2 separate regions of the Oryzias latipes genome follow, and region 2 is linked to region 1. The links are chromatin contacts, called in public Hi-C maps. All regions are on one chromosome and are shown on one strand. The core of a region is the stretch at or near the end of the contact, and the rest is flanking DNA. Distances in the headings are between cores, read along the strand shown.

Region 1 (3,740 bases), core at 383-2,882:
AAACCACAATTTTCATAGGAGTTTTTTTAAATATTGGTTCTATTTTGACCACATTGGTTCAAACAAAGTGTTTAGTCATCCACCAATCGTACAAGTTCTCTCGCTTAAAAAGATGAAAAAATGAGAGGTCTGTAATTTTCATCATAGGTGGACCAAAATATAAAAAAATGTTTCCCAAGAACAATTTAAAATAGATCCATCCACAAAAGTGTAGGGGGGGGGGGGTGGAGCTGAGGTGTAGGAATGTTCATTTCTGTTGGGAATTGGGTCAGTTTACAAAATGAATAGTGAGGAATGTTAGCCCCACCTACATTTGGTCTGAAACCCCGCGAGGAGGTTAAAGGGTTAACGCAGCAGTTTGTGATGTTGCTCATTTCTATGAAGACGTTTCATTAGATACCAGAATGACCTTCCATGCTAAAGTTCTGTCTGTCTGTCCTTCTCAGAGAGGACGTGCCCCCTCCTTCAAGTCGCATTTCGATGGCACGCAGCCTCACCGCCAACAGCAAGTGCTCCTCTCTTGGATCCATGTCGCCCTCCAACATCTCAGAGTTCCACATAAAGTCCCAGTACGACAAGGTTCCCTTATCAGAGGAGTTCGAGAGGCCTCCAAGCCACAACCCTGCTCCCCCACCCACAGTAACCAGGATGGCTGGGGCTAACATCAGCCGCATGGGCGGCGTCCCTGTCATGATCCCGGCCCAAACCAGAGATGGCTCAATTGTCTAGCATGCCGTCTTTTGGGTGAGGGACCCTGGATTAGGGGGGGGGGGGCTTGAAGGAGGACACAGACAAATGAAGATGGAGAAGCGCTGAGCCGTCTCTCTCTGCTTCTTAGGAGCTACAAATGAAGTACCAACCTCCTATGAAGACCTTACTCTGCTGTGTTGACTAGAGACTCCATCTCATTGAATTACATCATAGATCAATAACTTTTTATGAAATTCAAATAAATACCTTGGAGGGGGGGGGAGGAAAATGAATTTTATGCATTTTATGTCAGGAGTTTCTCAATTTACAATGAATTCGAGTTGACACAAAGTGAAATGTTGATAAACCAGCTATATTGTATATAAGCAAATGCATGCTTTTTTATGTAGATGTCTCTTGTAGATATGCTGTTTGTTCTGAACAAAGCCAGGCCCTCATCTGCACTCTGCAACCGTGTGCATAGAGAACTGCAGCTGCTTTTGAGTAGAAGACTTTAAACGTGTTTAGGACTTTGTTTTCTGAAGACCATCCCTTTGGTTGTTTTTCCTTTTTGTCAGCGGTGCGATCATCTGACGTACGCCCCAACCTTTACTGCTTTACGGACTCTGTTTTTTATAATGTAGAAGATGATCAGACTTCAGATCCAAACCCTCATTTAGACAAAACTCAGGAAAACAAAGTAGGATTTACTCTCACAGAAATAGAGACACCCCCTGTAGGTCGGCTGGACTGTTGCTGTTTCAAATTCACAGCCTGCGTCGGTGTGGGTGGGGGGACACAAAGGGTCTTAAATGGCTGGTTCTGTCCTGGAGGCCAACTGATTAAGTCAATTATTTTTGTTTTTGATCAAGCTGAGGCCAAACCAATGTCTGTCCTCTCCACCCCCCACTTAGCTCCACCCAGAAAGTTTAGACAGGGGGGGTGGGGGATATTAGTGAGTAACCTGGACAGCTGGATAACAGGGTTCACTGAGCAATCCGCCATGATCAAGTTTGACTGTTTGAAAGGCCGCCAATCCCAGTGACCACCAGAACAAACGGCCTCAAGGCAGTTGCTCACTAAAGCATGGAGTCTGAATTTATCGCAGGAAATCCTGAGGAATTGTTAAAGCACTACAGGAAATAATCTCGATTAATCTTTTCTCTGCGCTCCATATGAAACCTTTCGAGGCTTATGTTAATTGGAGGTTTTGTTGAAGGACGTTAATGGAGTTCCCACAGTTTGCCATGAATGAGCTGGGCATCAGAATTCTGCTTCCTGTTTCTGTGCAGCCAAGTCGCTTTACTGTTCTTCTCATTTGAAGTTTAAGGTCAGTATGCTGTTCTGGTTTTTTGTCCCTGTCCCAGATAAATGGATCGTTTCTCTACCTTACATTCAATGCTATAGTAGCAAATATGGACAAACTGTTATTTCTGCCTTATTTTGTCCGTACTCTCAGCCTTACTCACCTTCCCTCATCTCACCTCCGCTCAGCTGGATTTTAATCACTTCTTTTGTGCCTTGTTGCTCCATTTGAGTTTGGTTTCGGCAAATCAGCCAGTTTGCTCCATGCAGTAGCAGCATTTTTCATGGCCATCAGTGTCTCAGACAGCAATAATTATCATTGCACAGTGAAGCTGCTGAGGAAGCGGTTTCTCCTCTCTGATTCCTCACCTCAGACTTCAGCTTCACTTTATGCTTTACGGTTGAAAACTTCTGTCTGTTCTGCTTGTTGTTTTGTTGTGTCGTTTTGATAAGTGATGTACTTTATTTTAAATGGAAGAGTGATCTAATGACCTTTCCTGCCACTGAAGGAGCGTCAACGTTTCTGTACTGTGTTCCTTGAGTCTGGATGAGGCCCTGCAGGAGGTCACGGCAGTGTCTGCCATGTCTCCTGTTTGTAGCAGCGGTGCAGGCGAGAGTGTAGCGTGAATGTAGAAACGCCGAACATGAAGGCAACAATGGGCCTCCTGTAGAAATGAAGTTTATTCTCCTCCTGCTGGGAAATGGTTTGATCCTGTTACTGTCCTTTCAGCTCTAAGACAATGTTGTAAATGCTATTAACCATATTAACAGCAGCTTTGAAAAAGAACGCACTAATACTGTATGAAGGTTTAATTTGAGGTACCCTCACTGTTTGTTTTTGTGTTGTATTTTTCAGAAATAAAATTCATTAAAACTCACATTTGTTTGACATCTTTTCTAAAGCAGGACTCTCCAGGAGTTCATCCTCCAGCTCCCCTGACTGGTTCTAGTTCCTCTCAGATCTTTGTTTTAATCTATTTTCAAAGTGTTCCCATTAGTGTTTTCATTATGATTGTTGTTTTTGGCCAAAATAAGGACATAGTTTCTGCAGAGTGGCAGGAGTTCATTAGAAATTCACCTCAGAGATGTGGGTGAGACTGTTGTCACAGAGCAACCCCGCCCCCACTTCCCATTGCCCGTCGGTTTACGCTCTCTCCTGGTAGCTGACAGCCCCTCACACCCCCAACCTAACATTAGCGGTGCAACAAAAGTGGCGAGCAATATTGGAGCCATCCAGCCGTACAGTTTAGACCCAGATGAGGAAAACAGAGGCGTACACGGATCTCGCCACATGCAAGTGGATGCATCAGAATGTGACCCGTTTTCCTGCCGTAAGCTTTTTCAAACTCCTGTTTTTTTCAACCGCTCCTGATTCATAATGATTAAAATAAAAAAACAATCAGAAATGTAATTTTGACCTTCATTTTCTTTTTCCATCATCAGAAAAAAAACGCCATTTTCAGTGGGTCTTATGTCAACTGTCCAGTTTCACCTCCTACTGCAGGTGAGGTGACTTCCCAACAGCTTAACGACAGTCATTCATCAACATCCGGGCAGTGTGCCATCTGCAGGTGGGAGTGAACTCTGAGGCTTGTGACCTCGCCTTTTCTCTCCGACTCAAGCCTCCCCATCCTACCCTCATTCTGTTGCATTGCTGCTCCTGTATTTGTGCTCATTTGTTTAGCTTTTCATACATCTGGAGCCAATTTCCCCCCCATGCTTAATGTGGGTGCAATTAGTTCCTT
Region 2 (3,740 bases), core at 904-3,403, 35 kb before region 1:
AACTAAAATAACGGGTGATTTATAACGGGTAGTTCTTCACTTTGCGGTTTTGTGGTTGAAGTCACATTCCACCAGGTTGTTGTAAGTTACGGTTTGATGCATGATAGTGGCGTTTTGTTTTTTTTCCACATAAAAACAGCTGATCTGATGTGGACGGAACACAGAGGTTGTGTTTTTTGCAGCTGGTCATGATCGATTTTGAAATGTTTATTGGCAATTTTGCCAAATTTATAAATGTTCTTTTAATGTTTGGTTGTTTAAAAAAAAGGTTGGGTTAGAATTAGAATTTTTTTTTGTGTGTGTGTACTATCTGCCAGTGTTTTATTTCATAATCTGTAGGTGGAAAGTGTTTTTAGGAGGACTGACTTTCATTTTGATATATCTTTGTCATAGTTGTGTACCAGACTCACTTTTGTGTCAAAATGTATTCGAAATATATTTACCCTCTTCTCTTATTCCTTCAAAGAACATGATTTGGTGTCAGTGCATCACGTTCATCCACCAGCCTCACATCTGGTTTGTATTGTTCTATAGCTGGAAAAATATTGCTGACATCAAGTCATGGCTCTGATCTCTGCTGATTTTTAGAACATAATTATTATCCTGTGGCGATCCTCAAACATTTAGCAGCGAAAGATGAATGTTGATTATTTATCTGATAAAAATTACATCATTTTTTTAGGAAATAAAAGAAATAAAGTTGTAACTGTTCACATCAATGACTAAAAATCTCAAATGATCGACAGCTCTGCTCTTTTACACCACCAGGTGTCGTTTAAACAGAACTTCTATGAATCAGAATTCAAGACCAGCCATCAAATGGTTTTCTGGTACATTTGCAGACAAAATTGATGGCGTGTTGTGCGACACGCTGAGAATGGACCACAAAAAGAGATTCAGTGTAAAGACCACAGACCCTTTCCAAAAAATATCATGGAAAAGTGTATTCATTTCCATAATTCCATCCAAAACATTCTTCCTTCATTGAATCCAGATTCAGGGCCCTCTGTTTCATTGGTTTTAAGCATTTATTTGTGGTTCCAGCTCATGAAACCCACAAAAACAGGATTCCAGAAAATTTGAATACTGTGGAGAAATCTGCACAAATATGAGATTCACAGTAAGTTTGGTAAAAAAAAATTATTTAGATATCATTCGGTTATAAATGCAAAGTTTTCCAATTTCCAAAATATTTTCATTAAAAAGGTCATTTGCCTTTCCTTATAAGGGTTTGAAGAATGCAGGCCAAACGGCTTTCTTTGCAAAGAGTTTGGACAACCCTTACAGGGAAACATGGAGGAAGCCTAGTCATGGTCAGGGCTCCATCCTGCATCTAGTTATACGTGTCCTGAAATATTATCATGGCTCTCTGGAGTGAAATGTTCTTACTTTTAAATAAAGTACCAACACAGGACTTAGAGCACTCACAGTTAAATCACCTAAGAATAGCTGAAGGCAAACCATGAGGGATTTGTTACTTAGGTGGCGTTCCTCATCTAAAACCTGCAGAACATCTGCGAAGGAAGCTGAAACATGCCGTCTGGAAGAGGCCTCCTTCCATCTTGAGACAGCTGGAGTGGACCAAAAATACCTGGTAACAGGTGCAGAAGTCTCTGTCTGACAGTCACAGAAATGGTTTGATTGCCTCTAAAGGTCATGTAACTCAATATAAAGTGACCGTGGCTACACTGCTGTACTAACAGCAGTAAACACGACAATAATACAAAAATCCCTTTTTGCAGTTTGACTGCAGCATTTAAAGAATTTAGCAAAGCAAGCATGACTTTATTCTCATAGGAAGCTGCTGAGCGGCAAATCTCTGTAGAGGAGATAACTGATGACACCTCAGATTCATGGAAAATCCTCAAGAGAGTCTTCTCAGAAAAAAATGTGGATTCGTCCTACCCATAATTAAAACAATGGTGTACTATTATGAGTCTCATTTCAATAGTCTAAATGTTCACTGGTGATGGAAAAACAAGGCCGTATTTTCTTTCTTAAGGCTAAACAAATGAATAAAATACGTCAAAAACGCGTTATTTGTCATTTATTTATGATAGAAAGTAATTTGATCTGATTGATAATGTGTCCGCTCTCACCAGCAGGGGGCGTCCGTCCGTCTATTACCAGGCCGTGTGTCACGTGACCGCCTCGGGCGCTCCGCTGTGCACCTGCAAGAAGAGCGGCTGGAGGAGGAGTGCAGTTTGGATGCTTCTGGGCTCGCGTCCGTGCTGGTGTTTTCCACAAGTTCCTCCGTAGAAGTTTTGGAAAGTGTTGCCGACATAAATTCCGCAGAGATGGCGCCTTCGACCCTGTGTCTGTGCGTGTTACAGCTGAGCCTGCTGGCAGGTAAGTTTCCAACGGCGGACTTGATGAATTTTTCAGTCAAACGGTGACGGTCAGTGCGGTATCATCGCGTTAGCCGCTCACGTCTCGTCGTTCCTTTTGTTAAAAACACGTAGAACTTTGGGTTGTTTTTACATCACTCGTAACAAAATAAGGTACATCTTTGCTATAATCTAATAAAATCATTCTGTAATATTGTAGAAATGTCTCTAAAGGGGAAGTTTAATCCTAGGTCAGTTTTGGCTAGCAAAAACAACAGAGTCGTCGTACGGTTGTGGATCGAAGCGGCCACAAACTAAGTTGAGGCAACTTGAGCCCCAGGTTTTCATCCTCATTAAACTACTCCAAATGTTTTCCACCTCTTTAAGAAACCGAACCGTTCATTTCGTTATTAATCTGAATGAACATGTATTCGATAAGGGAGCGAGAAGGGTTTGGTTCGCTCCCCCGGTGGACTTTCACACCGTCCCCGGTTGCGGTTCGGCATCCTTTAAAGCTCCAGGAGCCTTCAGGAACAGGCTCTCAGCGTCGGAAAATAGCGTATCGAGCGGCGGTAGAACAATGGATTGACCTGCTCTTAAACCTGTAGCTTCTTGGCTTCAAAGTTCTGACTTTTCTTCTCATCTGCTTACAGTTTAAGCTCCTCCGTTTGGAAGCAGACTCTCTAATAAAACACTTTAAGGCTTTTGGGGCTTTACTTTTAGTTTGTACTAATTTTTTTTTAATTAATATGAATGGTCTCGACCAAGTCAAGTGGTACGCTCCAGTTTGTTCAAATCTTGTGATTTTTAAACGGCAATAGAAAAGAAGTGAGTTTGTAATTGGATTTTCTGGTTTGTTTTCCTCAGCTTGGACTAAATGTGTTTGAGATATAATTGAATTATGTAGAGGAAGGGTGTGTCCGCTCTGCACTGGAATTTAGACTGAAACTCCAAGGTCACTCCTCCCACTCTGAATAATAGTCATGAAACTTAAGCTGTAAAAATATGGCTCTGGTTTACAGTGACGGTCGGCGATGGTTGATAACACATTTTCCCAGGTTTTAAGGAGGAAGATAAAGCCCATTTGTCCATAAATAAGTGTGTCTGGACTGACTGCTTGAGGACATCTCTGCATGTAGATGTTGATCTTGTTGAGTGTGATATCTGTTGTGTGCTTTATCTTTCTTTTTGTCTCATCATTCTCAGTGTTGTGGGCCACACAGCTCATTAGCATTTTAATAGCACAGTGGTCTAGTTTTTGGAGTGCAGTTCCACTTCAGCACACAGGAACAGTGACTGCCAGCATTCTTTCAACTGAGGAACACATCAGTGTTCAAACCTTTCTTTAATAGTAAAGTAATTAATGCCAGAATAGCAAGTACTTCTGCTCCATTTTTCTTGTTTGGCTGCTTT

The links. Hi-C and Micro-C count contacts between places; a contact is called where the count stands out from the background.
Region 2: a contact with region 1 is called in a Hi-C map of embryo, with 1.9 times the contacts expected there. The contact joins the promoter of cxadr here to the enhancer-like site in region 1. A contact is called at or near these places in 4 of 5 Hi-C or Micro-C datasets (embryo, fibroblasts and gastrula embryo).

What each region holds. Positions count from the first base shown.
Region 1 is chr14:22,582,038-22,585,777 of ASM223467v1, reverse strand. cxadr (coxsackievirus and adenovirus receptor) reads left to right here. Exons shown (of 7, transcript XM_004076636.4): 7 at 447-2,873. The coding sequence ends at 729. Among protein-coding and RNA genes, the nearest start is that of cxadr, 35 kb to the left of the region's middle. Within about 2 kb of position 1,632, at least 2 of the 8 cell types and tissues checked have an H3K27ac peak or open chromatin away from gene starts, as enhancers often do. A contact at or near this core is called in embryo, where this site is marked.
Region 2 is chr14:22,617,715-22,621,454 of ASM223467v1, reverse strand. It overlaps cxadr (coxsackievirus and adenovirus receptor), which reads left to right and starts at 2,153. Exons shown (of 7, transcript XM_004076636.4): 1 at 2,153-2,349. The coding sequence starts at 2,298. btg3 (protein BTG3) reads left to right here. Exons shown (of 5, transcript XM_004076637.4): 5 at 1-719.